Linked DNA regions of Mus musculus: regions 2, 3, 4, 5, 6 and 7 are each linked to region 1. Evidence: chromatin contacts called from public Hi-C and HiChIP or PLAC-seq data. All regions are on one chromosome and are shown on one strand. Each heading gives the region's core, a stretch centred on a gene start, on an enhancer-like site or on the middle of the called end of the contact. The rest is flanking DNA. Distances are from core to core; before and after follow the strand shown. Region 1 holds the start of Mgst2 (microsomal glutathione S-transferase 2). Region 2 has its middle 35 kb from the start of Maml3. Region 3 overlaps Maml3 (mastermind like transcriptional coactivator 3). Region 4 overlaps Maml3 (mastermind like transcriptional coactivator 3). Region 5 overlaps Maml3 (mastermind like transcriptional coactivator 3). Region 6 holds the start of 4930577N17Rik (RIKEN cDNA 4930577N17 gene). Region 7 overlaps Maml3 (mastermind like transcriptional coactivator 3).

The links. Hi-C and Micro-C count contacts between places; a contact is called where the count stands out from the background. HiChIP or PLAC-seq counts read pairs in DNA pulled down with a chosen protein or histone mark.
Region 2: an HNF4G HiChIP or PLAC-seq map of pancreatic cancer cells shows a contact between it and region 1. The contact joins the enhancer-like site here to the promoter of Mgst2 in region 1. A contact is called at or near these places in 1 of 15 datasets of contacts at CTCF or cohesin (the NIH/3T3 cell line), 1 of 484 Hi-C or Micro-C datasets (bone marrow-derived macrophages), 5 of 115 datasets of contacts at active chromatin or transcription factors (bone marrow-derived macrophages, embryonic basal ganglia, large pre-B cells and 2 more) and 1 of 9 other capture datasets (embryonic stem cells).
Region 3: a FOXA1 HiChIP or PLAC-seq map of pancreatic cancer cells shows a contact between it and region 1. The contact joins the enhancer-like site here to the promoter of Mgst2 in region 1. A contact is called at or near these places in 1 of 39 promoter capture datasets (neural stem cells), 2 of 15 datasets of contacts at CTCF or cohesin (large pre-B cells and pro-B cells), 4 of 484 Hi-C or Micro-C datasets (the Ba/F3 cell line, the STO cell line, erythroblasts and 1 more), 8 of 115 datasets of contacts at active chromatin or transcription factors (bone marrow-derived macrophages, differentiating embryonic stem cells, embryonic basal ganglia and 5 more) and 3 of 9 other capture datasets (adipose tissue, embryonic stem cells and macrophages).
Region 4: a contact with region 1 is called in a FOXA1 HiChIP or PLAC-seq map of pancreatic cancer cells. The contact joins the enhancer-like site here to the promoter of Mgst2 in region 1. A contact is called at or near these places in 1 of 484 Hi-C or Micro-C datasets (the Ba/F3 cell line), 6 of 115 datasets of contacts at active chromatin or transcription factors (the NIH/3T3 cell line, embryonic basal ganglia, embryonic stem cells and 3 more) and 3 of 9 other capture datasets (embryonic stem cells, liver and macrophages).
Region 5: a FOXA1 HiChIP or PLAC-seq map of pancreatic cancer cells shows a contact between it and region 1. The contact joins the enhancer-like site here to the promoter of Mgst2 in region 1. A contact is called at or near these places in 2 of 15 datasets of contacts at CTCF or cohesin (the NIH/3T3 cell line and large pre-B cells), 3 of 484 Hi-C or Micro-C datasets (the N1E-115 cell line, cortical neurons and nephron progenitors), 14 of 115 datasets of contacts at active chromatin or transcription factors (the NIH/3T3 cell line, bone marrow-derived macrophages, craniofacial prominence and 11 more) and 2 of 9 other capture datasets (liver and macrophages).
Region 6: a contact with region 1 is called in a FOXA1 HiChIP or PLAC-seq map of pancreatic cancer cells. The contact joins the promoter of 4930577N17Rik here to the promoter of Mgst2 in region 1. A contact is called at or near these places in 2 of 484 Hi-C or Micro-C datasets (B cells and CD8 T cells) and 3 of 115 datasets of contacts at active chromatin or transcription factors (effector CD8 T cells, memory CD8 T cells and pancreatic cancer cells).
Region 7: a Hi-C map of B cells shows a contact between it and region 1, with 2.6 times the contacts expected there. The contact joins the enhancer-like site here to the promoter of Mgst2 in region 1. A contact is called at or near these places in 1 of 39 promoter capture datasets (neural stem cells), 3 of 15 datasets of contacts at CTCF or cohesin (the NIH/3T3 cell line, large pre-B cells and pro-B cells), 17 of 484 Hi-C or Micro-C datasets (B cells, the Ba/F3 cell line, CD4 T cells and 10 more), 7 of 115 datasets of contacts at active chromatin or transcription factors (Th17 cells, double positive thymocytes, effector CD8 T cells and 4 more) and 1 of 9 other capture datasets (macrophages).

What each region holds. Positions count from the first base shown.
Region 1 is chr3:51,659,770-51,662,748 of GRCm38.p6, reverse strand. Mgst2 (microsomal glutathione S-transferase 2) reads right to left here and starts at 1,570. Exons shown (of 5, transcript NM_174995.3): 1 at 1,443-1,570. The coding sequence starts at 1,500.
Region 2 is chr3:52,138,814-52,141,792 of GRCm38.p6, reverse strand. No RefSeq gene overlaps it. Among named protein-coding and RNA genes, the nearest start is that of Maml3, 35 kb to the right of the region's middle. Within about 2 kb of position 1,437, at least 64 of the 459 cell types and tissues checked have an H3K27ac peak or open chromatin away from gene starts, as enhancers often do. A contact at or near this core is called in the NIH/3T3 cell line and pancreatic cancer cells, where this site is marked.
Region 3 is chr3:52,087,134-52,090,112 of GRCm38.p6, reverse strand. All of the region lies in intron 1 of Maml3 (mastermind like transcriptional coactivator 3), which reads left to right. Among named protein-coding and RNA genes, the nearest start is that of Maml3, 16 kb to the left of the region's middle. Within about 2 kb of position 1,587, at least 349 of the 459 cell types and tissues checked have an H3K27ac peak or open chromatin away from gene starts, as enhancers often do. A contact at or near this core is called in the Ba/F3 cell line, the STO cell line, adipose tissue and 9 more, where this site is marked.
Region 4 is chr3:52,068,432-52,071,410 of GRCm38.p6, reverse strand. All of the region lies in intron 1 of Maml3 (mastermind like transcriptional coactivator 3), which reads left to right. Among named protein-coding and RNA genes, the nearest start is that of Maml3, 35 kb to the left of the region's middle. Within about 2 kb of position 1,395, at least 340 of the 459 cell types and tissues checked have an H3K27ac peak or open chromatin away from gene starts, as enhancers often do. A contact at or near this core is called in the Ba/F3 cell line, the NIH/3T3 cell line, liver and 3 more, where this site is marked.
Region 5 is chr3:52,044,700-52,047,678 of GRCm38.p6, reverse strand. All of the region lies in intron 1 of Maml3 (mastermind like transcriptional coactivator 3), which reads left to right. Among named protein-coding and RNA genes, the nearest start is that of Maml3, 59 kb to the left of the region's middle. Within about 2 kb of position 1,413, at least 377 of the 459 cell types and tissues checked have an H3K27ac peak or open chromatin away from gene starts, as enhancers often do. A contact at or near this core is called in the N1E-115 cell line, the NIH/3T3 cell line, bone marrow-derived macrophages and 12 more, where this site is marked.
Region 6 is chr3:51,275,154-51,278,132 of GRCm38.p6, reverse strand. 4930577N17Rik (RIKEN cDNA 4930577N17 gene) reads right to left here and starts at 1,372. Exons shown (of 1, transcript NR_073429.1): 1 at 1-1,372. All of the region lies in intron 4 of Elf2 (E74-like factor 2), which reads left to right.
Region 7 is chr3:52,006,362-52,009,340 of GRCm38.p6, reverse strand. The region is part of intron 1 of Maml3 (mastermind like transcriptional coactivator 3); the gene reads left to right. Among named protein-coding and RNA genes, the nearest start is that of Maml3, 97 kb to the left of the region's middle. Within about 2 kb of position 1,475, at least 184 of the 459 cell types and tissues checked have an H3K27ac peak or open chromatin away from gene starts, as enhancers often do. A contact at or near this core is called in B cells, DN3 thymocytes, Th1 cells and 11 more, where this site is marked.

The sequences.
Region 1 (2,979 bases), core at 321-2,820:
CTGTTTAACTTTCTGTGCTGAGGAGATGGAAAAGCAGAAAATCCTGGCCTGGAGCAGTCAGCTTCCGGAAGGCTGAACCACACAGGTCCGGGTGCACTTCCGGAAAGGTGGACTACACAGATCTTGGTGGGTCTGTCTTAAAAGCCTGAATGAATTAGGTGTCCTAATTCTGTGAACAACAAACTTCTGTTGAAGTGGCTGGCTAAACAGTATCTCTCTGTCTCTTTGTCTCCGTGTCTCTCTCTCTCTCTCTCTCTCTCTCTCCCTCTCTCTCTCTGCGATCCACCCCCAACAATTAAACTTTTTTTTTCTGCCACAAACATCATTTTTCTGGTCTCTTCTCTTCCTGTTCTCGTCTTCCATCACCATCGAACTGCCTCATGCCTGGTCCCAGCACACAGTGTCCTCAGCATGAGTCAACACACAAAAGGCTCTCTGTGGGGATAGAGTCTCTGTGGGAAGGGACATGTAGCCCTTGTCCCTGTTGCCCCCCCTTGTAACTGCAAGACCAAGGTACACTGTTTGCTTAGACCCAAATTCTCCAGGGGTTGGTAGCAAATTCCTGCTCTAGTCCACAAAAGCACAGTTTCCCTTATCCACAAAGCAGACTGGCTAGGCTAGCCACTGCGCGAGTGCGGAGACCCTGCTCTCCCACTAAACAGAGCAGTCATTTCCTCCCGGCGGTGTGCAGCCTGCACTATCCCCAGCTCTCAACCCAGGTATCTGGAAGATGCACCCCAGAAAGAATAAACAGGCATTCTTGGTAAGCAACTGTTCACTAAGCATGGAAGGAAGGTAGCATGAGTTGAGGAACTTCGCTCCTGGGCAGACAGAGTCTCCATTTATCCAGGCCGAGGTGGATGTGAAGTCATCCTAGTGGAGATATCTTGTAATATTTAGAATTCATTATGTAATCTAAACTGCATATTTCTGCAGAACTTTACCCTGGTGATCAAATCTGCCATGGGCAATTTTTCTTAAAGACAAAACAAAACGAAACAAAAATGCTTTAAATGTTTACAACCAACTTTAGAGACAGGAATAGTTTCCTGGTGAACATGCCTAACGGCTGTCTGTGCTCTCCATTTTTATGTGCTCACGGCCCTGCCTGAGACTCCTGGGGCTCCCGGCACTGAGATATGAACTGTCACCATAAATGATAGAGTCACTGGGCTCAGAGGCCCACAACATCCCAGAGAGAACATCCTCAAATTCTACCCATCTCGGGGAAGGAGTGGGCAAGCCACTCTGAGCAACTGTCTGCTGGGCACCCAGAACTACCAACAAAATGCAGGCATGAAACCTAAACACTGAAGCAATCTCTCTCTCTCTCTCTCTCTCTCTCTCTCTCTCTCTCTCTCTCTCTCACACACACACACACACACACACACACGTGTGCACACACATACACCCGTGCACACACACAGCTCCAGTGTTCTTACTTTGCTGACAGGCAGAGAGAAGAGAGACTGCAGCCAGCAGGCTTGAATCCCCGGCCATCTTTCTTTCACTCTCTGATCTCTTTCACAGAACTGTTTGTAGGAAGTCAGATGAAGAGCATAGGTGCTTTAGGACCCTGAGGGGCTGGTCTTCTCCTTTATAAAGGCAACAGAGTTGAGTCAACAGGATTGGGAAAGAAAAAAAAAGCAGGATTCAAGGTTGAGTAACAACCTTTGCACTGGAAGAGAAAACCACAGAAGCAGGCAAGGCTGGGCTGCTGGCACAGAACCATATCTGTTTCTTTCTGAACACACCCCAGACACACACCCTACACAGACACACACCCTACACAGACACACACCTTACACACACTTCCTACACAGACTCACACCCTACACAGACACACACCCTACACAGACATACAGATACACAAACACACCAGCTCGCCCTGCGGTGAGCCTTCCAGCCTCAGAGCCTGGGCTACTCTATTTTCTCTGCCTCTTCACCAGCTCTTTGGCCCTTCACTCTGCCCAAAACCTTTCTGAGATCTCTCTAATTCCTAGTGTGAAGTTCTTATGCTAATTTCATATCTATGCTAAGATGACTTGATTCACCTAGTAAATTGAAGATCTAGGATTAAGTGTTCTTGTGTACACACACACACACACACACACACACACACACACACACAAAGACTCCAGATTGACCCTCTTGAGCTGCCTACTGAGTTACTGTCTTTTTTTTTTTTTACCAAATACACACACACACCCCGATCTCTCCCAATTCCTCAACTCCAGCTCCTAAGAGACAAATTAAAAATAAATAAAAGCCTGAAGCCTACGCACCTGCTCTGCCTTATTAGTCATTTTTTGACGCTCTCTTTCACTGGGGACGTGGGGCCTCTGGTCCTCGAGCATCTGTAGTTCCTGCTCTAGGGTCCTGAGGTGTTTAACCACATCTACAGGGTGGAGCAAAGTTCAATGCAAAGGGTCTGAGAGACACCATCTGCCCTGGGGGGCTGGGCCCGAGCCTGGTGATGATGCATAGCTGTCTGGGTGGAGAAGATCATGTTTGCCCAGGAGGCCATGCCTGTCCATGCTAGATTCCTCAGGTGGCTTAAAGATGCCCTTGACCTTGTACCAACAGGGTACTAAGGCTCCCCAGTGTCAATCTTGTCATGCCCCTGTCCCCAACTCACCAGAAACCTTTTGCATCTCTTTTGAGGCAGATTAATCCTGCCATAAATAGGTACTACCTCTAGAAAGGTAGAAGATCACAGCTGGTTGTCTCCTCAGGGCTTCACTCAGGGACATTACTGACCTTCTGCAGAGACAAAATTTGTATGTGATCCTACCATGAGAATATTGCTGTGGAAGCAACAAAAGCCTACAAAACTAGGCTTTGTTTTATTTTTTAAATATATATTGTTGTATGTATATTATCTGAACCAACAGATATAACAGTGAGGCACTGAGTGGAAGGACCAGGGATAAGAAAGACCAAAGCTGGGCCAGGGAGGTCTGTACCGGCTGGTCACTT
Region 2 (2,979 bases), core at 188-2,687, 480 kb before region 1:
TCAATTGAGTTATTCCCTGAAGCTATCTCAAGAGAGGAACCATTTTCTTTTCAAAGCAGAGGCACATAATGAATGTAACCCAGGCTGGCCTCTGACTTGTGACCCTCCTCCTTCACTTCTTGGGTGTTGAGGTTAAACGTCTGTACCTCTCAGCCTGGCTGGAGAAGTAGTTCTGAATACCGCCCTTCTTCCTGGAGCGTCCATGTTGGGTCCACACCAACATTGTACTCTGGCCCCTCATATAGTGCAGTCTACAGGTTTTGCATTTCCACACATAAACTGGGGTCGAGCTTAGACTCTTCAGGTTTAACGTGAGTCTAACAGGGCCTTTGCAGACACTCTCTGTACACACAGGACAGATGCAGGACTGGGCAGAAGAGGCCCCACGCATCAAGCACCACCCCGAGGAGATCCAAGTGCTGATTTCTCTTGTAATCTGCAGACATCTTGGCATCACCACTTTTGCCTTTGAACTTCCTGCTGTCTTATCATACTTCCAGAAGGGCTGTCCCTTCATGGAAACCACTAGGTTCCAATATCTCCATTTTCTTCAGCGTGCCTGCCATCACCCTGCGTGGGTTTGGGGGACATGTCAGACTGCACGGAGATTTGAGAGATCTGCCAGTCTACAACAGTAGAAGGCAAAGTCACATTACAGATTAAAGTTCCTGGCAGTTCATCTCCTCCTGTGGTGACCTTTGATGATCCTCAGGAATCACATACCTCCCTTAGATGGGACTACCCACCCTTCGGCTCTCCATCACCTCCCTTCACTTCAGGCGTGAGCACCATCGCCCATGCTGGTCGCTAACTTAGGGTGCATCCCACTGGCCTCCCTCTTTTTGCTGTCTAGATGCCCACTTCCCTCAGGAGCTCTCACAACCATTCTGCCCTGTCTCTAAGCCTCTGACATTGTCTCTAAAGTCTGCGAGGATCAAAACCCAAAATGAGGTTGGGGAGACAGCAAGTAGCAATTACATATGGAGATGTTTGGCATGGAGCTAGGAGCTTCATAGACACCAGCTTTAATACTCAGCACAGTTAGGATGGGTAGGAAGCTCTTGTACTGAACTGTACACAGTGTGTGTGTTGCTCACGGTCTCACGGCTGCTTAGTAGGTAAACTGAGTGCTGTACACAGCCCCGGTCTTTCAACCTCATAGCTGCTCTGCTTTGTCCTCCCATTGTGGCCCAGACTAGGCTTTTTGCTTTGCTCAAGAGTGGGTGTGTGGAATAAATCTGTCGCTATCTCTCAGATACCCTCCGTGACTCGCTGGCCTGTTCATTGTTCTGCAGATAGATCAGCAAGGATAAACCGTGTTTCAACATAAGCGAGTGTTTGCAAAACACCTTTTCCTCCTCTGCTGGGTCTCGCTCAGAGAGAGCTAGATGCTGCCAAGACTGAGGAGCGAGTGCACATGACTCATTCACAGCCTGCCAGGCAGGCTTCGCGGTGGGACTTCACATGTCGGAGGCACGGCGGCAGCTCTGTGATCTGCTGCACAGAGAGCCGGAGGAGGCAGCCCTGCGGAGGTGACAAACTCAGAGTCCACATGCGGGTGCCTGCCTTTACCCTCCCCAAAATACTTCACTGTCATTGTGTAGATAACAGTGACCCCATGGCGAAAGATGGCTCAGAGAGGTCTATTTCTTCTTGAGTTTAACAAATAATCAAACATTGTCATGCTGTGTGTATGTATGTGTGTTCATGTGTGTAGGTACGAATGCATGTGTGTTCATGTGTGTAGGTACGAATGTGTGTGTGCTTGTGTCTATACATATGCATGCATGTCTGTGTTCATATGTGTAGGTACGAATGTGTGTGTGCTTGTGTCTATACGTATGCATGCGTGTCTGTGTTCATGTGTGTAGGTATGAATGCATGTGTGTTCATTTGTGTAGGTACGAATGTGTGTGTGCTCGTGTCTATAGGTATGCATACGTGTTTGTGTTCATGTGTGTAGGTGTGACTGTTCCTCTGTGTAGGTATGAATGTGTGCATGTGTAGAGGCCAGTCGTCAACGTTGGCTGTCTTCCTTAATCATTTCTTCATCTTTTTTTTTTTTGAGACAGAATCTCTCACTGAACTAGCTCACTGCCAGTGAGCTCCAGGAATCATCTCCTCTCTGCCTCCCTAGGGCTGAGATTACAGACCCATGCTGCTGTGGCCTGGTTCTGTGTGGGTGCTGGCCGTCTGGACGCAGGCCCGCATGCTTGCATAATAAGCACTTTACACTGATCTGCTGCCCTCCTAGATTGTTTTAATCTCAAGGGAAAGCTATAGTTGGGTTTTACAAACATTGGGTGGCAGGTTGTGGGGTGGGAGGTGAGTTGGTCGGACACTATCCGGCACACCTAGAATAGGCTTTTCTTCTTTGTTTTTTTTTCCCCCTAGTACTGGGAATAGAACCCAGGGCCTAAGCGATCACTCTGTGACTGTACTGTCTCCAGGCCAGTGACACGTTCTTATTTAGGGTCTGGTCAGAGGATAGCAGCCCAATCCTTCAGTGGCACAGACCCTTCCCCTGCACGGATGGTGATGCCTCCCCACCCATTTGGGTCTGGATCCCCTCAGCACCCCTCACACCGTCTCTCCAACCCTTATCTGTGGGTTTGTTTTTTATCAGACCCTGATTGGGAAAGCCAAGGCCAGCACCCCATGTCCTCAGGACAACGTGTCACCTCTGTTACTGTCTCAGTGACAATTTAGTAAACATCTTCTGCAAATGACAAAGTAAGTACTTGGCTTTTAGAGACAGTTTTGACCCCTCCCAAGCCCCTCCTCCTCCTGTGAGGAGATGTCCTGCATGCTGAGGACTCGTCCCTGGCTATTGATTAAAGCCGGAAAACATGCTTAGTTTGCATCTGCTGTCAGCTGAACTGGTGAGCCCTCCATGGCCTCCGATAAATTCTCCTTGGCCGCCTGGGCTCATATGTGTGCGGTTTGGTATTAAAATAGATGCTTCCTATTTGGACAGAT
Region 3 (2,979 bases), core at 338-2,837, 430 kb before region 1:
AAAATTAGTTTCCCTTTCCCAGTGGCAGCTCCTATAGTTGGGGTGGTGAACCTCAGGGGTATGAATGGGTCAATGTTCACTTGACTTTCCTGTCCCTCTCAGTGTGGGGCAAATGGTCTTAATCTCTATAAAGAAAGAGCCTCAGTGGTGTGGGTTACCCCACTGTTGTATTTAATTTTCTACTTTCTGGACTAATAAGAAAGTGTGGAATAAGTAAGAGATTGGGCTGGGAATATAGCTCAGGTGGCAGAGCGCCTGCTTAGCATGCAGGAAGCGCTGGTCCGGTTCTGAGCACTGTATGAAACCCGCCATATTGACATACATCTCTGGTTGGCGCTTAGGAGGTACAGGCGGAAGACCAGGATTATCACTGGCTATCTGTTGAGTTCCTGTCCCTCCTGGGATATATGAGACCCTGTTTCTAAAAGAAAATATGACAAAACAACACATGAGAAGGCTGAGAACTTAAGAGCTGTTTCTTCAGAGGACCCTGGTTTAAATCCCAGGACTGACATGATGGCTCACAATCTGTATGTAACTCCAGTTTTAGGGAGTCTGATGCTGTCTTCCGGCCTCGGGCACTGCATATACTTAGTGCATATACATACATTCAGGCAAGGCACTCACACATAAAATAAAATCTAAGAGACAGAGACAGACAGAGTGAGAAATAAGAGAGGGAGGAAGAGAAAGAGGGAGGGAGGGGAGAAGGGAGAGAGCACGAGACTCCTAAAGGCAAAGACTAGATGGTTGGGCATTCCACTGTCTTTAGTTTTTCTATGGTTTTTTCCTTGGTGAACCAAATCAAGCCCTTATCCACAGTGGGGATCGTCATGATCTTGGGGGAAGAGACAGAGAGGATCTAGCTGGAATATTCTGGGAGAGCATGCCTTATTGGGAGGGGCTTTTTGACGAGTTCTGCTGAGGAAGAAAATGACTGTCAGGTGTTTATAGGCGAACCAATCTGTCTTCGCCTTTGGCGGCTCTCAGCAGCAGGGTCTCCACACAGTGACTAGAGAATTCTTTGAAGTGGGTACTCCCAGAGAAGAAAGGGATGAGCCAAAAGGTTTGGGTCTCCCTATAAATTAAACCCAGCGTCAACAGGGATCAGAGCAAGAAACTTTAAGTGTCCAGTTTTCCCTTCTGTCCACACGGTCCCTTCCACTCCCTTCCTCCGTGCCCTGTGAATAAATAGCAAGTAGGTTTGGTGTTCATTACTCTTTTGCCGTGAAGACAAAGGTGACTCATCAGGCTAAATCGGAGATGGGGGGGTGGGGGGGTGGGGAGGATACCATTTTTCTCGCCGTGTACCAAGCTAGGTTACACGGAAGTGAATTCCCAGAAAAGTCGTAAAATAGTGAAGTAATCCTAAGACAGATACGGGGTCGACAGCTACAGGCACAGGCCCCTGAAGACAGGCCTCTGTGTTGTGGCGAGACAATACTGCTGACCATATGGTCTCATGGCAGGCCGGTTGTGGAAGTCAGTGGCTGCCTTTTGTTTGGGGAACTCTCTCAGCCATGGGTCTGTGGGAGCTCTCAGTGACTTCCTGTCTCCCTGGCAGGCATGCTCTTGGCCCCGGGCCAGGCTTGCTGTACTATTGCAGTCTCAGGCCAAGCCCAGCAGCTTGCATTTGGTAAGCAGTCATTGCTCCTGACTTTGGTCACTCAGCAAACCGTTTGTCCCACAAATACACACTAGGACCTTTTTTTACACGATATCTCCGTGGCAACTATTACAAAGAGAGCATTTTTTTTTTTTACGTACAACCTAATTAATTGATAAATGTATAGAATCCTGGATACTCAGTATTCCTGGTGAAAGTGAGAGTCGTTTGTATTTTTTCAGAGCCCTTTTCAAGTTGCTTCCCTACTCCTAAGGCTCAGCTAGCTAAGACTGGCTCGGATGCTAGAGGCAGGGCTCCTGCTACAAAAAAAGAGAGAGTCGCCATCTATCCAGTTTTTACATAGGGCTAAAACAGGCCCTATGCTTAGCCTGGGTCTATTTTTTGAATGTGTGAAGCCAGCATGTGTGTGTGCATAAAAAGGCTGATTAACTCCACTTTCCTCTGAAGCCTCTCCTCTGCCACTGTGCTGACTCTTCCCAAGACCAGGGTTTCTCCGTCTCCCTGAGTCCTGGATGTCTCTGATCACTGTTGGTTAGGGCCACCCACCCTGGCTCCTTTTCTTTGCTCCCCCAAATATGGAAATGATCCCCAAAAGAACACATGGCCCTGGGAAAGGTTCTTTCAAACACAGCAGAAGGCGAGACCCAGCGAGGCTCACACTCCAGGAGGGGAGGCTGTAGCCTGGGCTATTGTGCCCGTGAGGGAGAATATTTTTATTCCAGGAACTGCATGCATGGAGGAAATGGATACCACTCACACTTTGATTGAGGAACACCAAAAAGCTCCATGTTCTTGGTCTCTAGGAAGTCTTCGTCCTTCTCTCATATGTATGTATGTATCTGTGCTTGTCTGTGTGTGTGCATGTGGAGGCCAGAGGTGGGTGTTCGGTATCACCCTCCATTGCTTTCTTCTTCCATCTTGAGGCAGGAACGTCGCTACCACTGTCTAGCCAATCAGCCTGCTCCAGGAATCACCTGCCTCCACAGAGTGCTGGGACTACAAGTGGGCTGTTACATCCACTGAGCCTTTACATGGGCACTGGGGATTTGAACTCTGGTCCTTATACTTCTGTGGCAAGGGCTTTACCCCCTAAGCCATTTCCTAGCTCCTATGAAACCTTTTGGTGTAGAACACCTATGAAGGTTGATTTGGTTATGATGTTGGGATAAATCTATTTCTTTTCCTCATGAAGAAATGTCATTTCAAGGCCAATGCTGCTGTCTCTTGTATGAATGTATGTATGTATGTATGTCCTACTAATGACTAATCGGAGATTTTTATTTACACATTGGGCTGTGCTATGGGAATTGATATATTTTTGGCCTTGAAAAAAGTGTTTTTAAGTTCAAAGA
Region 4 (2,979 bases), core at 146-2,645, 410 kb before region 1:
TCTCTGAGGTATTTGCATAAATTACTATGTGCAGTGGCCTGTGAGAAACCCTAGAAATGTCACACACAGGTTTCCCAAGAATTACCTATGCACTATGTCAGTTTTGTGGACTAAAAATTCTATCTTTCTCTCTCTCTCTGCTTCTCTCTCTCTCTCTTAATAACATTTATTTAGCTTGTGTGTGTGTGTGTGTGTGTGTGTGTGTGTGTGTGTGTATCCCACAGTGTGCATTTGGAAGGCAGAGGACAGCCTTCAGGAGTCAATTCCCTCTACTGTTCAGCTCCTGGGCATCAAACTCAAAGCAGTCAGTCTTGGTGGCAAGTGCCTTTACCAGCTGAGCCAAGTAGCTTTCTTCTCAAATATGAACTAATGACCTCAGATGTTGTGTGGTGTGCTTACAAAACCTGTTCTACTCCTGTGCTAACCTGAGACGATTGTAACTCTTTGGAGATCTGGCTGTAATTTAGAAACTTTTAACGTGTACCTTTGTGGGACTTGGAGGGGAAAAATTTGATTTGACCAATTTCTGTCATCTGTCAACTTAGATGTATTTTGATTTCTAAACAGAACTGTGGAAAAGACTTCTTTCTAATTGGGAATGCCTTGCTTTGTTACCTAGGAAACACCTGATTGTTTTCTTAGGGAAATATTCTGCAAATTAGACTTTTAAAGGTCTGTATTAAAAATGCGCATAAAACATAAAGCTACATTTGAAACTAGCTTTCGGCTTAAAAATTAGGTTTCTGTGTGGTCAGCAGACAAGTCAGAGAAGCATCGTCTGAAGGAAGACAATAGCCTGGGTTTAAGAAAATTCAGTGTTTGGATCATTGTCATTAGCCTCACAAATGTTTGCTTTCAGGTTGTAGTAAAGAAAATCGAAGATAATGGCTTTGCCCCTAACTCCCATTTTTCTTGTATTAAGATCTAAGACCTACCTCAGTTCACATGAGACAGAGCCCCAATTTTTGAGAACAAACTGTAGAACTTCTAAATTTGAGGAAGAAACTGACCCTTTTTAAAAAGACATATTCCAGTGAAAACCAAAGGCAGCCAGAGCCTGGACCTCTGGATGTGTCAAGGAGCCTCACCTACCTCGGGTGTCTAGCATGTCCTCGCAGGGACCTGTTGGTGGTCTGTGCAGCCACAGGGAACCTTACACGAAAGGCACCTGTGCTTGCTAAAAATCTGCTCCGAGAGTGGAAAAGCAGATCCAAAATGCTAATCCTTTGTCATTGGTCACAGTCCCTCGACACTTCTTTACCAGCTAACTGCTACTGATTCAATTTGGCCAACTGTGCTTAGCTTCCTTAAAACCTGCCGCAGTTTCGGTTGAGTAAAGCGGTGATTCATTTCCTGCCCCGTGGGGTGTCAGCCAGCTCTAATGGTTTTGTCTGCAAGAGCCCACAGCTGCCCAGGATGGCGGGAGGGAAGCAGTGGGGCTAGCGCCTGGGCTTAGAGCGGCACTTTCCCGCGGCATCGGGAAGGGATTGAACCCAGGCAGTCGATTCAGGTTGATCATTTGGTTTTGTAGAACATACGTCCTCTTGATTTCTCCTGTCCGTCAGGAGCGCAAGAGAACAAGCAAGAGAAATGTTCTCTGTGTGGGTGTCTTTCCCAGGAGAGCGCCCGAGCGACACTTCAGATCTCGTTTATGCAGCATAGCTTGATTAATTTGGCTGGTTGTTCAGAATATGTAGCCATTGTAGTACAGCTCTAGCTTGCTTTCTCTCTCTCTCTCTCTCTCTCTCTCTCTCTCTCTCTCTCTCTCTCTCTCTCTCTCTCTCTTTCTTTTTTTCGTCCCTGGTCCCTGAGACAGGATCTTACTGCGTATTTCTAGCTGTCCCTGAACTCACAGAGATCTACTTGCTTCTGCCTCCCAAATGCCACCACGCCCAGCCGCCCGAATACAGCCTTTTGTATTGTGTGAAAGTATCAGCAAAGAGAAAGAGATTTTCAGTCTTGTGTTTAACCTCTTCAGGACGGTGTTTTTATTTTCGGTTTTAAATTACACTTATTTATTTTAGGGGGCACTCACTACAGAGGTCAGAAGACAAGTTGGTTTTATCCTTGTACCATGTAGGTTGTCCTGGGAATCAAACTCAGCTCCTCCCGCTTGGCGGCAACCGCCTTTACTTGCTTAGCCATTTTGTAGTCCCATCTTGTTTGTTTCTGTGGAATCAGCTTTTCTGAATCTCAAGGAAAGAATAAAATAACAAGAAATGCTGTCAGCAAACCAGAGTGTTGCAGGTTGGATGGTTAGAGTTCAGAGTTGGCACATGTTTCTCCATCACTTTTCTTTCAAAGTAAGGTGAATCAGTACCCATTTTCTGGATTAAAATAGACACGTGAATGTGTGTCTCATTTGCATATTTTGCGGGAAAATTTGTTAGGTTCAAATGCAAAGTTCAAAAGGATGATATTTGCTTTGTTAAGAAATCAGTTTGGGGCTGGAGGGATGGCTCTGCAGTTGGAGCACTAACTGCTTCCCAGCACACAGGTGGATGTTACCAAACGTCTGATGCTGTTCTCCAGCTTTGGAGGGTCCTCATGTGCACAAGCCCTCCCCATTTCATGCACACGTTTTTAAAAGCATATTTATGTGTGTATATATATATATATATATATATATATATATACACACACACACACACACACACACACACACATATGTGCCTTTAAAGGCACATACATATATGTGAATTTTAATTTTGCAAAATAGTTATTTTACTATCCATCTAATAATGAATTGTCACACACACACATATATATATACATATATATTTACCTTTTCCAGAAATATCTCAGTTCAAAAATTGGATATATTTACATTTTGCACCTGTTTTTAGTTTCAGTCAAGGAGTATTTTGCACATGTTTAGAGTCCCAAAGAAGTGAACTTCCACACTTGTTCTTGAGTCTGAACATGAATGCCAGTGTCAGCTGAGGAGACCATTCCTCCCTCGAGCTATACTGGAGATGG
Region 5 (2,979 bases), core at 164-2,663, 390 kb before region 1:
GTGTTAGCTCTCTCCTGGTGTTGGGCAAGAGACACAGAGGAGGGCTCGGGGCTGAGCTAAGGGGCTGTGCCCTCATCTCAGGGTGCTGGGAGCTGGATTTGAGAAATGTGAGTGAAATAAAATGCAAAAAGCTTTTGCTTTTAGAGATGGGAGATGAGGAGGGAATAGGAGCCCAGCCTGAAGGATTGGTGGACCATCAGTCTCTTTAGAAAGGTCTCTTTAGAAAGAACTCATGGTTTCCAGTTTGGGGTGTGCAGGTCTGTGGGGAGGCACTGAGATCCAAGACAGGCTCTTGCTATCACCCTGGATAACCCACAGTGGCAGAGTCATTGATTTTTGCTCTGTCAAGACAGGGGGAGCAGGAAATGCGTGGAGTGTGAAGTGGGAGGAGCTAAAGCTCTTCCCATGATTAAACTGAATCTGACGGAACCACCGCAGAAGGATGAACCCAAGGTCCGTACACTGTGAGGTCCTTTGAGGAAGAGGCAGGATCACAGGCGGAGGCAACTCTGAGATCCTTGGGTGTCAGCAGCCAAGCTGAAGAAAGGCTGCCCCCGTGTCGCAGTAGGAAGGGATTCATGCTGCTGATTGGACGGCTCTGTGTTCTTGGCTATCGGTGGCAGGCTGCCAAAGCTCCTCTAAGCTGTCACTCACGGCCGGGAGGGCCGGACTTGTGGAGCTTGCCTCTCCAGAAAGTCTTTTTGGCCTTGAGACAAAAGAAAAAGAGCAGCTTATCGCACACTTCAGGATCCAGAGAGCCAGGAATTAATGAGCTAAGACACTGACCGAGGAAGTGGGAGAAAGCAAGGAAGGAGAGGTTCAAATGGTGGTTCTGCTTAGACGATAATGATGGTGATGACGATGATTATAAATCCTTGCAAACAGACATGAAAAGGAGGAGAAAGTTAGACTCTCGGGATCCTTAGGAGCTTCATTTGGGGCCACCATTATCTGAGGAGCCAGTCTCTGTGCTCAGTTGTCCCCAGTGACAGAAAAGAGAAAGAAATCTAAGAGTTCCAGATTTATAGATTTTCTTAATAATAAGGATGACGGTAGATGAGGGAAGGACAAATGGGAGTCTGTGGCCAGCGTGGGCAGGCTGCCTCCTTGTTTTATTTTACTGGTGATTTTCCTTTGCTTTGCACAGATCAGATTTCCCGCTCTGGTATTCAACAAGGAGCACATAGCCCGAGGATAGCAATTAGCTCTCTCTGAGCCCACTCTCCTTTGCACAGCTCTCGCTGACGTGTGCAATTACTAGCACCCCGGCAGCTCTTTTCAGATCTCGGCTGTGCACAGTGGGAAGTCAGGCCCACCATCCCAGAGTCCTCTGCCCAGACTCCTCCTCACCTGGTGCACAGGGACCTTGCCTGCAAATAGAACTGACGTGCCGGGACGTCATCGGGCCTGGCAGAGCTCATTGGCAGAGAAGTTCAGAGTTTTATTTTCAACCTAGAGACAGGCGGAGATAGATCCAGCTAGAACAGGTCTCTTCCGGCTTAGGCCCTCCTCCTGTGGTTGCTGGAGTTGTGGAGGATGGAATGTCAGAGGGAGCGTGCTTCTTATAGCCTCCTGGCTCACAGACTGAAGTTGGCTCCCTACCCCTCCGGCTGGTCCGTCGTCACAGTAGTCCTACGGTGTCCTGCGGGAGCTGCCTTCCCACAGCTTTCTTCTCTGCTTCTTTTCTTTCTCTACCTTGTGTGGTCAGGGTGTGTGTGTGTGTGTGTGTGTGTGTGTATGTGTGTATTCCTCAGGTAGATCCACTTCCAAATGAAGACCCCCCCCCCACCCCCAGCTAAGTTAATTCACTTCAGCTATAAAGTTGCCTGGGTAGACAGGAATGGCTTAAAACTTTAGGAATAAAAACTATAATACAGTGCAGGAAATGTTGCCTTTGTGTGGGAGGCAGAGAAAACCAAACCCTAAGAGGCTGAGATCCACTTCCATTCACCCTTCAAGGGAGGGCATCTTTGCCAAACCTGACTCTCCACAGGAGGATTCATAAATGGTGGTTGTTGTTGTTGTTTTCTTTTCTGGTTCATCTCATACCTGGCTGTGCCTTTAAGGAATGTTTTGGGGGGAGGACAGGGCACGCTTTGAGACCTCCTTCTTATGTATCCCAGACTGGCCTGTAACTCAGGATCCTCCAGCCTCAGTCAGCCTAGTGAGGGGATCGAGGTGGCACTGTGCCAAGCCTACATGTCTTCTTTTAAAAGGCAGAGACTTGCTACCGACCTAAAATCCAAGAGACCACAAAAGCAAGCTCTGGTGTGCCCACTCAGGGCTAGCTGAGGAGGCTCCCAAGTTCCCAGGGATTTTAGGGCGGAACTAGCAAAGGGTTAAGTGCCCCTCCCCCAACCCCCATCCCGCCACTACCTGACTCCACCCCCCCCCCCTCGTTGCTTGAAAGAGCAGTGTGGCCTAAAATGAGGGTTCTCTGCTTTGGCTTCTGTCTCTCTTGCTTGTCCTGACTTAGTAATCGTTCATTGTGACCGGCTTCTGTACATTACCTTGCCTCCTGTCCACAATCGCTCCACAGCTAAATTTCTGTTGCTTTTTAATTATCGCCATCATTATTTGGAACCGACGCGATGTTTTAAGCGAGATGTTTCGTCTTCTCGGTTGCCCCAGTGAAGAGGCCCGAAAAGGACCACAGCCCAGCCGGAGTGGGCCTCCCCTTCGAGGAAGCCCCTCGGCCACTCCCACCCTGGTGGGTTGTTTGTGTCTCACCCCATCAGCCACTAGGTCTTAGTAGGCTCCTGTCCCCCAAGGGGGTTTCTCTTGTGCTGTATTCCTGGGCCTGGCCTCTGATTCCACACATTGAAACGCAAATGACAGCAGTAATTGGCTGAGAGATAAACCTCAAGGAGCGTGTGAGCCGGGCTGCGGGGAGTTAAGTGGCTAAGTGACAATTACCGTGCCGCAGCCTTGGGATCAGCAGCAGCCGGGCCGTTCTCGTACAGGGTTTTAAAGGAGCAA
Region 6 (2,979 bases), core at 123-2,622, 380 kb after region 1:
GGTAAACGAGTTTTTTAAAAGCTGTCTGAAGATATCTTTAAGCTATGAACGAATACGTTCATTTGTCCAAGTCAAGCAAATACAAGAGAGGGCACACGAATTTCATGACCAGCAAACCCAGCGACTCCAGTCTCCCCGAGGCTGCCGGGCGGCTCTTTTCTGTTTACTAATTACCTGTCTAGTGTACTCTGACTTCTGTCGAGAAGACAGGACCAAGTCAGTTTTTGAAGTAGTTGGAGACTCCTGACTTCCTTAGTGATGCTTCTAGAATATTTTCTAGGTACAAGTTTTTTAAAGTGCAGTTCTTTCGACTGAACTGATTGTATGTTGCATAAGCGCCGGGAAGGCCAACCCAAGTTAAAAAGCCACCTCCGTGTACAGCTGCGGGACTAGGTATGAGGTCTTTTCTAGGAAGAAAAATTTGATTCATGGCTCTTTTCCAGAGGGGACATTTGCAGACTTCGCTTCCGCAGAACGTGAAGCGCGCCTCTTCCTGCCGAGGCGAGGCCCGCGTCCCCGAGGGCGGCCTGCGGCTCCCCAGCCTCAGGTGTCCGTGCGGCCGCCGGCTGCCGGCGCCCGGGACTGACTTCCTGTCTGGGCGCGGGGCGGAAGGATCGCGTTGCCAGCCGGGGCCGCCGCCGCCCCTGCCGTTAGGTGGTGGGGCTGCTGAGCCCGGCGGCGGGAGGCGGGCCGGCCGCCGCTTCCTGTCGGAGGACGCGCAAGGATCCGGGCGTCGGAGTGTGTGCGAGTGCGTGAGTGTGTGCCGCCCGCACGGCGTGTGTCTCCGGCCGCGGGTTCCGCCTTCTCCCCTGTCGCCGCCGCTCAGGGTGTAAGTCAATGTGAAGCAGCAGTTCCAGCCCCGGGATAAACATGGCGACGTCTCTGCATGAGGGACCCACGAACCAGCTGGATCTGCTCATCCGGGCCGGTAAGCACAGGGGAACTTTTCTCCCGTGCATCGGTGCAGCGGGCGAGGGGGCGCCCGGCGGGCGGGGAGCGTCCCCCGGGGCGGTCAGCGCCCCGGGTCCGGTGTCCGTCTCCGGCAGCCGGGCGGCCGCGGAGAGGGGGGAGTGAATGAAGTAATGGAGGCGACAAATCAGGAAGTGATCACCTTGGAGAGTAACCTGCCTCGGATCCGGGCTGTCGCTCCGGGGAGAGCGGCGGCGGCGGCGGCGCAGCAGCGGCAGCGGCAGGGGCCGGGCGCGGAGCCGCGGCTAAGTTGGGGAGTCGGCGCGGGCGAGTTGCGCGCTTCGCCCCAGTTGCCGGGGAACCAGGAAGTGAGCGGAGCTGTTGTCCCCGCCGCCTGCCACGCTGTCCGGCCGAGAGGGCCGCCCCTGCCCGCGGCCGGGGGCGCTGGCCGCCCGCCGCCCTCGCCTCTCACTTCCTATAGCCGCCACTTCCGCATGGACGCCGCGGCCCCCCCGGGCGCTACCCGCCAAAACGCGCCCGCCCGGCCTCCCGCCTCGTCCCTCCCGGAGCGGCGCCCGAGTAACGGTCCCGAGGCCACTTCCCGGTGCCGAGTGGGACGCCGCCGACCCGGCACCTCCCCGCCGCGGCTAACGGCGGCCGTGGGGGAACCGGGCTGCTGCCCTTCCTTCCCTCGTGGGGCGGGTGACTGAGGGTGGACGGGAAGGACACCGGGTGTATTCCGCGCAGCCGGCCCGGGGCTGCGGGACAGCGGAGGGGGACGTTTATTTTGGTCCACAGTAAGATGAAAGCGGGGAGCGGGGCGGGCGGGAGGGCGTCCTGGCCCCGGGGAAGTCTCGGCTCGGCATTGCCCCCTTTCCCCTCCCCCAAACCTCCCACCATAGCGGAAGCGCCTGGGAGAGGACAGAACGCGCGCGATTGACAGGCCCGAGGTTCCAATCTGCGCCCTGAGCTGTTCCAAATAAGAACGTTGATTTCTGGGGGCGGGACCACGGGCCCGAGCCGGGCCAATGAAGATTGGGCGGGAGTGAAGCTGACAATGTACGCATGGAATTGGAGGGAAGAGGAGTGTAAACACGGAAGTGGCCGCGGGGGTGGGGGATGTGCTGCGCCACTGCTGCAGCGGAAGGGCACGGACTTAAGTTACATAGAAAAAGCAGCTTTACTTGCTAGCAGACAGCGCAGCGAGGGCCTCGGGTCGATGTGGCACTGCTCGAACACTGTTGCTTACCGAAATTATAAGCGCATGCGGTCCCTCCTCTGGTTCTGTTTCACATCTCCATCGATGTCGGATTGGAAGATGAGAAATTGTAACCAAACGGTAGTGCTGTAAAAGATCAGAACAGTCTTTTTGCACCTATTGTTTTTAGGGATCTTGAAATTGGTAGTTTGGTGGACAAAGCAGTTCGGTTTGGAGGAAAAATTATGTTTATCTCTAAATTTAACGGAACTTTAAATATAAATAAAATCTGGACTGATAGAACTGCATGTGCTATATAACAATAACGCTGAATAGTGTGTTTTGGCTGAGGCATATTTTACACATTTCAAAAGTAGGGAAATCACAATTTATTGAGCAGCGTTTAAATGCCTTTTTGAATAGGAACTTTTACTGAAGGAGAGGAACATAATGGAACTTGGGTCCTTGTTAAAGTCAGTCCATTGATCAGTATGAATTAGTGTACAGTTTTATGTTGGGTTAGTGGTGTTTTGAGTGTCGAGTGTGTATAGTTAAAGAGATACTGTTTGGGGCAGGAGAGATGCTCCTCGGTTAAGACCACTTGTTGCTCTTGCAGAGTTGCTCTTGCAGAGGTCTTGGGTTCAGTTCTCAGCACCCACATTCACAACCACCTGTAACTCCAGTTCCAGGGGATACAACCCCTCTTCTAAACACCATGGACACACATATGGTGCTCATAAATACTTAGACAGAAGCTTAATAAGCCTAAAGATGTTATTTCCAATTCATGTGAATACTTATGAGAGAACCATTGCACAGTTTCTGCAGTGAGAACCTTGAGAAACACTGTAGAGTAAGAGGACTTAACTTCA
Region 7 (2,979 bases), core at 226-2,725, 350 kb before region 1:
AAGACCGGGTCTTGGATGTTGTGGGATGGATTGGGGTTTATTGGATATAGAAGTTAGGGGGTCTTTATAGAGCATGGTAGGGGGGTCTAGAACAGGGGGAAGGGGAGGTTATGTACTCTGAGGGGATATGAATGAGCTGGATGCTTTTCCTTATTATCACTGGCACAACGTCTGCTACAGGCAGGCAGGGAGACCTTCAGAGCTCATCCCAGCCTCCTCAAAATACCTCTTGAATCACAGAAGCAGCAAAGAGAAACCCAAAATCTCCCCCTACACACATACATACACACACCACATCACACACTACACACATACATACACACACCACATCACACACTACACACATACATACTCATACACACACCACACCACACCACACCACATCACACACTACACACATACATACACACACCACATCACACACTACACACATACATACTCATATACACACCACACCACACCACATCACACACTACACACATACATACACACACCACATCACACACTACACACATACATACTCATACACACACCACACCACACCACATCACACACTACACACATACATACACACACCACATCACACACTACACACATACATACTCATATACACACCACACCACACCACATCACACACTACACACATACATACACACACCACATCACACACTACACACATACATACTCATACACACACCACACCACACCACATCACACACTACACACATACATACATACACACACCACATCACACACTACACACATACATACTCATATACACACCACACCACACCACATCACACACTACACACATACATACTCATACACACACCACATCACACACACAGCCCAGGTCTTGTCTGTCTGTCTCTCTCTCTCTCTCACACACACACACACACACACAGCACAGCACACTTTACAGGATTGTCTTTCTCTTTTGCCATTTTCTACTCCAAAGGGCTAATTGTTGGCCACTATGATGGAATTTAGCACTTAGAAACAGCTACTGTGTTGATTAATTAAAAAAAAGAAAAGAAAAAGAAAAAAGAAAGAAAAAGAAAAGGAAGAAAGCCATGATTCCTACCTAGCCAATTGCCTTTTCAAGCACACCCAATTTTACTTGTCTTTTCTAGTAATACCCTAATGTGAGAATAAGACTGACTGAACTCACTGAGAGTTGTAGATTCACCCCTACCTCCCAGATAACCATCTTTCCATCCACCTCCCTTGCAGCACAGTAGAGTGTCCCTTAAAACAAAAACTATGTGTAGACCACCTAGGGTGATACAGACATGCTCATGGGACAGAGCTCGTGTCCGGTTTTTGCCTGGCTGGCTGTCTTTATCAGCCTGATGAAGCCTTGTTCTTGGGAGTACAATATGTTAAGCTAGATTGCTCTTTCTTCTCCCCTTCTGTCTCCCTTTTAAAGCATCGCACACTCCCTGGGCCAGGTGGCGTTGCTTCCTGCCTCCGCTGCTCGCTGCTCGCTGTTGCTAAGCGAGAGGCACCCGCTCGCACATGATGCTGAACCAATAGCGTCCTGACCCCCATTGGCTGGTAAAAGCCAAAGAAAGAGAATCCCACCGCGCCGCCTGTGACCGGTGGGTCCTCCTCCCCCTCCCACCTTTTCTCTTCCGACAGGAAGGGGCGGTGGCGGTGAGGGCGATGGGAGGAGGAAGGGGGAAGAAAGGATGGGGGAGGCGAATCCTACCACGTTCTGCCTTACTTGGGATAAATGCCATTTTTTTCTTCCTTTGTGAAGCAAAGGAACAGTGGCTTCCCCATGCAGATGCGCTTCTTCCCGTCCCGAAACTACCCCTGCTGTCAAAGCCCATAGTCGGAAAGAGCGGGTTGTTGACCTGCAGACCTGTGCTTTCTCTCTCTCTCTCTCTCTCTCTCTCTCTCTCTCTCTCTCTCTCTCTCTCTCTCTCTCTCTCTCTCTCTCTCTCTCGGAATAGGGCCAAGCAGTTAAGGTCCTCAGTTTTGGAGGCCCTGGGACCGTTCTGTCCTTTCTTCCTCCTCTTCACCCCTCTCCTTTCCTTTCTGTCTCACAATATCTTTTTTCCCAGAATGCAATTCATTGGAGTGTTAAAAATTAGCAGAGGGTGTTTTTACATCTTGTGAGGACACCGGCAGAACATTGGTGAGGGGGGGGGTGGTGGTGAAGGAAGCGGTATCCGTACAAAAGTCATTTTTAAAACTCCCCCATTAGGATTCTTAGTCCTTGGCAAATTCTAGTAAAGAACAAAATGGAAATGACAGGCGATCTTGACTGGCAAACTGCCAGTGTAGACAGCCAGTGGTAGGTTTGAGATTATATAGAGGAAATGACCTTTCTCCTATAATTACCTGGATATTTTGAGAAACATCGGACCCGAGTTACCTGGATAATTATAGCTTTGCAGATCTGACCTCGGGACAACACAGATTTCATGGAGAATGCTCTCTTTGGTGATGAAGGTGAGAGGCACCACTGCTTTTGCAGCCCAGGAACAAGACGCCCTCCTGTGTGCGCTGATAACTGCAAGTGTCCCCTGGCCTTTAGCAGACAGCATTAGGTTTCTTCTACCCTCTTCCTGGATTTGCCATTGGGGTGCACAGTCAAAAGGATGAAACCTGTTCCATTCCTCACTCGGGATCCCACAGAATAAAAGATCCTTCTCCCTCCCCATCTGCCTTTCCCAGCCTTTACACGGATTCTTGGTTTTTTTGTTTGAACCAGAGCTAAATGGCTTTTATAGGAGGAAGCACAGCTAAGGCTAGATTAAGCCGAAGGGATCACACGGGGAAATGTTTACAAAGGTTGAGGAACTCCAATGTTTCCCTTTTAGTCTGAAGAGCAAAGGTAGCCAGTGCTGCCTGCAGCCTTTGCAACATTTAGACAAGATTCGGAACCAGTCTTGATTCGGAACCAGTCTTGTTCTCCCTGCTTCTGGTTTCATCTGGGTTAAACCAGAGGCGTGCACACATTATGGTGTG